2 separate regions of the Danio rerio genome follow, and region 1 is linked to region 2. The links are chromatin contacts, called in public Hi-C maps. All regions are on one chromosome and are shown on one strand. Each heading gives the region's core, a stretch centred on a gene start, on an enhancer-like site or on the middle of the called end of the contact. The rest is flanking DNA. Distances are from core to core; before and after follow the strand shown. Region 1 holds the start of cnot4b (CCR4-NOT transcription complex, subunit 4b). Region 2 holds the start of mrps33 (mitochondrial ribosomal protein S33).

Evidence for each region. A called contact is a pair of places that touch in the nucleus more often than the background predicts.
Region 1: a contact with region 2 is called in a Hi-C map of hematopoietic stem cells, with 2.9 times the contacts expected there. The contact joins the promoter of cnot4b here to the promoter of mrps33 in region 2. A contact is called at or near these places in 1 of 18 Hi-C or Micro-C datasets (hematopoietic stem cells) and 1 of 4 datasets of contacts at active chromatin or transcription factors (embryo).

Annotation. Positions count from the first base shown.
Region 1 is chr4:12,857,739-12,860,849 of GRCz12tu, forward strand. cnot4b (CCR4-NOT transcription complex, subunit 4b) reads right to left here and starts at 1,733. Exons shown (of 13, transcript NM_201169.1): 1 at 1,538-1,733.
Region 2 is chr4:12,677,921-12,681,141 of GRCz12tu, forward strand. mrps33 (mitochondrial ribosomal protein S33) reads right to left here and starts at 1,439. Exons shown (of 3, transcript NM_001002306.2): 1 at 1,283-1,439.

The sequences.
Region 1 (3,111 bases), core at 483-2,982, 180 kb after region 2:
GTGGGCGTCGAGTCCTTTTGTGGGCTGCTCTTCGTGAGCAGATCGAAGAGGCACCGGCAAGCAATGAAAGATATGTCTGTGCCAAAAAGAAAATTCCCTGTAGACCAAATAAAAGCATTACAAAATACAAAAAAAAAGAGAATGTTCTAACATGATGGAGACAGCTCTGAAAACATCACAGTGATAAAATACAATATTAATAAAAAAGACTGACCTTCACGCTGAAATTAATAGAAGACTTGGACAGAAAGGCATGTTATCCATTCTGACAGATAATGAATTTATTTAGCCAGCTACAAAGACGTTCACTTTTATGCAACTGAACACCTACGCAGACATCTATCCAGAATAGGATTGTATGACAGCAATGACCCTTGACCGAAAACGGTCTCACAAACATTGTGTCTGGCCCAAACAATGCCTGGTGATGTTCTGGAACATCTCGGTCCAACTAAAACTGGCCCACAGCGCAACTCAAGCAAAAGCCTACTTCATGAAGCATCAATTTAACTGGCAAACCTTGCATTACAATCAATATACACTGTTAAATCACACCATGCAACAAAAAGGTTTAAGGAAAGGGATTTTAAATTATGACACAACGTGATAATCCAAACCTGCATGACTTTCTTTCAATATAATCTGTCATTGCAGCTAAAAAGGCATTTTGTGTTCCACAGAGGCAAGAAAAAAAGAGTCTGGATCAACACTACGCAGCTTTAATCTTCAAATTGTTTACAAAATGCTTACATCTTAAAGACAATAAGCAGATGGTGAGCTCAAAAGGCCCATTGCTGACTGAACTGCATTATTAGTGCATACTCAACACTGAAACTGCAGAGTTCAATTAAAGTTGCAACCAGCACACACACAAAATCATCTTCTAATAGACGCTGGATTCATAACATTCCTTATGGAAAGAATGACAGATGCATGTGGTCAAAGAAAACCTGTAGCATGCACCTCCTGTCAAACCCAATCACACAATAATAAAGGGTGTGGACACAAATAATAAAAATAACTGCAGTTAACGGAGCAAATGTCAGACGTCATATAATAAAAATGATAACGCAATAACGCTAACTGACTGCCAAAATACAAAGGAAATTCCCTTATTGTCAAAGTACATAATAAGCATGTCCAGAAATGCAATGTTTCCTTGTTGGTGGCTTCCAGCTAGGCTAACACATATGGAAGTTATTCAACCGGCTGAAACGTGAACTGACATTTGTGTACATGAAGTATATGCCTTCTCAAAACACGTGTAGCAAATAATAAGTCAGTGTTTGGCAAAGCGATGGTTAATTTTCGTGTATTTTATTAAAAGCCGGTCAAACGGTGCGGCTAGCAGCTACTCAGCTAACATGACGGCTAACGTTACTCCGATTAAACACACACGACATGGGCATTTCCACAAGAAATGGACGTGTTTGGCAAGTAAGAGGGATGAGATGTGTAATAAAGAGGTGATCTGAAAAAAAGAAAAGCAGTTGAATGTGGAGGCGGTGGACAAGAGAGGCCTTGGTGGGATACTCACCCCTGTCTATGTGAACAGTCAGATTCACAGCAAATACAATCTATGTGAGCGGCTCAGGTCTAGCACAGCAGGTCACAGTATAAATTCCTGGGATGGTTTGTCCCTGCTCCTGTGTGATTTGATGCGAAAACACCAAGTCTTGTGTGTTACAGCCTCTCTGTAGAGCGACAGTGCCTCCTAACCACCATCTTACATTGAAATAGAAAGGGGAGGGGCGCGTCAAGTAGTGACTTTTCAGCGCATGCGCAGTTGATTGTGGGATTGGGTTTACTGGGTAATGTAGTGTTTGGGGTATTTGTTGTTGTTGCAGTTTTAGAACACATAACAAACAAGAGAAATAACAACATTATATTGACTTTAAACTGAATACAATTTAAAGAAAAAAAAAAAACATTACAATTATCCCCAGGACACATTTTAAAGCTTTAAGATAATAGCAGTTCTTTTTGTTTTGGTATTTTTTGTTTCTTTTATCGTAAATAAGCAATGACCTCTTTTGATTTTAAAGTGAGTAAAACTAGTTTTTTTCACTGTCCATTTACATTTAAGAATGAAAAATTGTCCATATATAATGATCAAATAATCAAGATACCAAATTTTAAAGTCAAATGCATTCTCATAAAAAAAATCATCTTTTTCTTTGAATTCGAACACAATATTTGTACTCTGCTTAATCAAAAAAGAAAATATCACAGCAAAACTATTGTGTATAAATACAATTATAAAATAAATGAACAATACTCTCTTCTTTATCATTACAGAAAGCACATTTTAAATCAGCATCTTTACTAAATTTTGCAATTATCTGTTTTACAGGATGATTATTATTAACAATTTTAAATGATACCTCTCTAATTTAATTTATAATAGAAAAACGTCTGGAAATCTTAAGTCTCGTTCAAGTTGACATCTTGAAATTGTGATCTCCAAAAACCAATGGTTGTATGAACACGGACAATCCAGATAATCAACGGATAATGCAGTGTGCAACATGCTGCACTAAAACTGTTCTTACTTGAACTGTAGCTATTCAATGATATTTTAGGGGAATGTAATTTTTTTTTGCATGAACTAATGATTTATAGCTTTATTGGCAAACTACGTATCATATGAATATACATTTTTTTTAGCTTCCTCAGGATTTATTTGTTTGTCAAGTTTTACCTATGAAAATATTCAACTGTTCAAAAAGACAAGGCTACATTAGGCTTAAAAAATATGCAAAGTAATATCTGTAGAAATAAAATCACTTGATATATGTTATGGCCTATATTAAGTCGTGTCTACACAATTGTATATGTCTAAAAATACTTTCATAATTGTCAATAAGGCTGTTAATAATAATAAAAATAATGGTTTTTATTATTATTATTAATAATATTATAGGAGTAAAATGCATGAGACAGACACCATTTCACATTTATCAGTATTTTATTTAAATTTGTATATTTATATGTACATATTTCATTTACATATTTTATTTCACTGCACAATTAAATTATTACAAACTTATATTTCTCATTTTATAGTTCTCATGTTTGACCCACTTCCAAAGTTTACCAGTAGATGGAGAT
Region 2 (3,221 bases), core at 189-2,688:
TGTATTTTAGTATATAAGACAAGATAAACAACATTTTGTTTAGAATTTAAAGTTGTATTTAAGATGAATATAAATATATATTTTGAAATATGCAAGATAAATAAATAAGGATAAAATAATACATGTCTGTGTATTTTTACAATAAAATATAATATATAAATATTTTAATATATAAAAGTAATTTCAAAATATATTTATCATTTTGAGAAAACATTAGGTCAATATGTTCTCTAAATGCAAGTAGGTAAACAGATATAAATGTGTAAGGTAGAACGAAGAGTTTAACATTTTAAAAATAAAAATATTTATTTCTAAGCTTCTTAATATTTAAAGTTTTACTGTATCTGTACAGTTCACATTGCACATTGTTCTTAGTATTTTATTTGTTTGTTTATCAGTCTAAAGATTCTTAAATAAATACACATTTACCTAGTAAGCACTGTAATATAAGAAGTGTTGTTGTCTGAGAAATTGTTTAAAATTAAGCAATTAATCTCTCAAAAAGGTTACATTTCTCTAGATTTGGCAAACAGAAGATGTATGATAAAACATGCAGGCCCTTCTTTAGATGTATGCTAATATTTGTTTCTGTAATATTTTTTTTCCTCCCTTCTTTTTACACGTCGTTCTATTTTGTTACTTATTCCATTAGTCTGCCTGAGATGTATTTGGTAGCGCTGTATAATTGCTGCATTGTTTGCTAGTGTTTTGATGCATGTTCTAGTTGGTCTAATAGATAATAATAAGATAATTTTGTTAACATATATACAAGATGCACACTATTGGGTGTTGTTTGCATAAAAACTTATATAAATAAAGTTAAAAAAAAAAAGCAATAAAGTTATGATTAAAACAAGATCAGAAATCTGCCAATAGGCTTAGGAAAGACAAATCTATTTAATACAAAAGCATTTCTTTATTTTGCATATATCTTGATTTGTTTAAACATTTGTACTGGAAGACAAAAATATTTGAATGATTGAATGAATGCATGCATGCATCCATCCATCCATCCATCCATCCATCCATCCATCCATCCATCCATCCATCTGTCAGTGCATGCAACAATGTCCATAATGTTTGTTATACGTTGTGGAAGAGCGAATTAAAACTATTCAAGACCCACATAATGGCTGAATAAAATAAAGAGACTGGTTCTCAGTGACTAGAAAACAGGACAAAAAAATCTTCCAAATCTTTAAAAACACATACAGTATCCTGCATTTAATTAAGCACTCTGCAGATACATGGTATATTACTGATCAGAATATCGTCTGCTTACCCTTTTCTGGAATCCCCAAAGCAGGCCAAGCCAAATATATATATAGCTGTTATTATAGCGACATCAGTAACTGCTGAAAACACTTAGTTATGGTTATTTGACAGATCAACCTTCATTGGAGCAAACACACACTGGAGAACGTGAATGATACGCATGCGCGGAGGAATTCAGCGCTTGCCATTTCCTGTAGTCTGTCAGGACCTTGAAATGATAATGATAAGTGACATTTACTATGTCAGGCAACATTCGTTTAACACATTTACAATTTCCCCAGTTTAAATACTAAATGTCAAATAGAATTTCATTTTATTTTAATTAATAGCGGTATAGGTGGCAAGTTGCGGATTTATTTAACTAATGTTATTTGTAAAGAACACTGCATAAAGGACCTGACCATTGACGACAACACAGGAAGTTGTACGCCTGTGTGTAATCATCAAGATAAAAGTCCCCCATCATAAAATGTAAAACTGAGACAATATTATTATGAGTACATAAAAATACATATTATTCATATATTAAACATATGTTCTGTAGAAAATAGTTTTAATCTGTATTTCCCAATAATAATTGCAGGACTTTATTTATTTATGCTTTTGTTTGTTTATTTATTTTAATCAATTTTACATTATTATTTTTGTCATAAATTGTATTTACTTATTTACATTGTATTATTTATGAAATTTCAATTACGTTTTTGAAAAAAAAAATACATTCATATTGATCTCATCTAATATTTATTTTGCATCAGGTATTTGGATATATTTGTATTAATTTTGTTCATTTGTTTTATATATATATATATATATATATATATATATATATATATATATATATATATATATATATAATTTATTTATATTATGCAATTATGATCATAGTATATTATATGTTATATATTATTATATAGTCTTTTTTTGTTATCATAATTATAATTTCGACCCGATTTTCTATGGGTTTGTTTATTTTGTTTATTATTTTTTTAATAAAAAAATTTCCATTTTATTTAAGATAAAAACTTAAAAAAAATTTTATCTTAAATAATTCACTTTGATTTATTAATAAACATGTTTATTAATAATTTAATATGTTCCTTTTTTGTGCTTTGTATTGTTCTGTTTTGTGTTCTTTAAGCATTAATAAAAATAAATAGGGCAGAGTGGGGACAGCTGCAACTCCCTTCAGTTTTGCATTCCCTTCATTTTCCCATAGACAGTATTGTGTTAAATTGGCCATATAAATACAGACTAAAAGCTTAAAGAAACTGAAAATCTAGACTATAGCTTTCCTAAACTACATCTCTGAACTTTGAAATGAATTAATGAATTTTTTCATTTTATTTTTTTTTTAAATTGAATTACATTAAAACTGATCAAATTCAATAGTACATTGTTAATATGGCAAGCTTTTAAAGGAATTTGTGATTGGGGACAGTTGCAACGGCATGTTCAGCAACTTTGTCAACCCTGATCAAACCGTCTATGCTAGGGTGATACAATAACTTTAACGCTTGATAGCTATTCCTATTTAAAGCTTAGAAAACAGTTATTTAAATTACACAAATGAATAATGTTTTACAAAATCAGATTAGACAACCTTAAAAACATTATTATTAATACATTTTATTATTAATAATTTTTTAACATAAAAATGAGTTTTATACTGAAGGAATGGTCACACAAGGCTGATTTCTCTCAGATTGAAGGAGGGTCTAACTGAGAATATGTATATCAGCACTCTAGCTTATTCCTGAATGGAGGAATAAGCCTTGTTGCAGCCATCCCCACTTTCCCCAAAAATAAAGAAATAAATAAATATGTGGAGACATATGGTGCAGTGGTTAGCAAGAAAGTCGCTGGCTCGAGTTCCAGCTGGCATATCTGTGTGGAGATTGCATGTTCTTCCCTGTGTTGGCGTTGGTTTCCTCAGGGTGTAAACT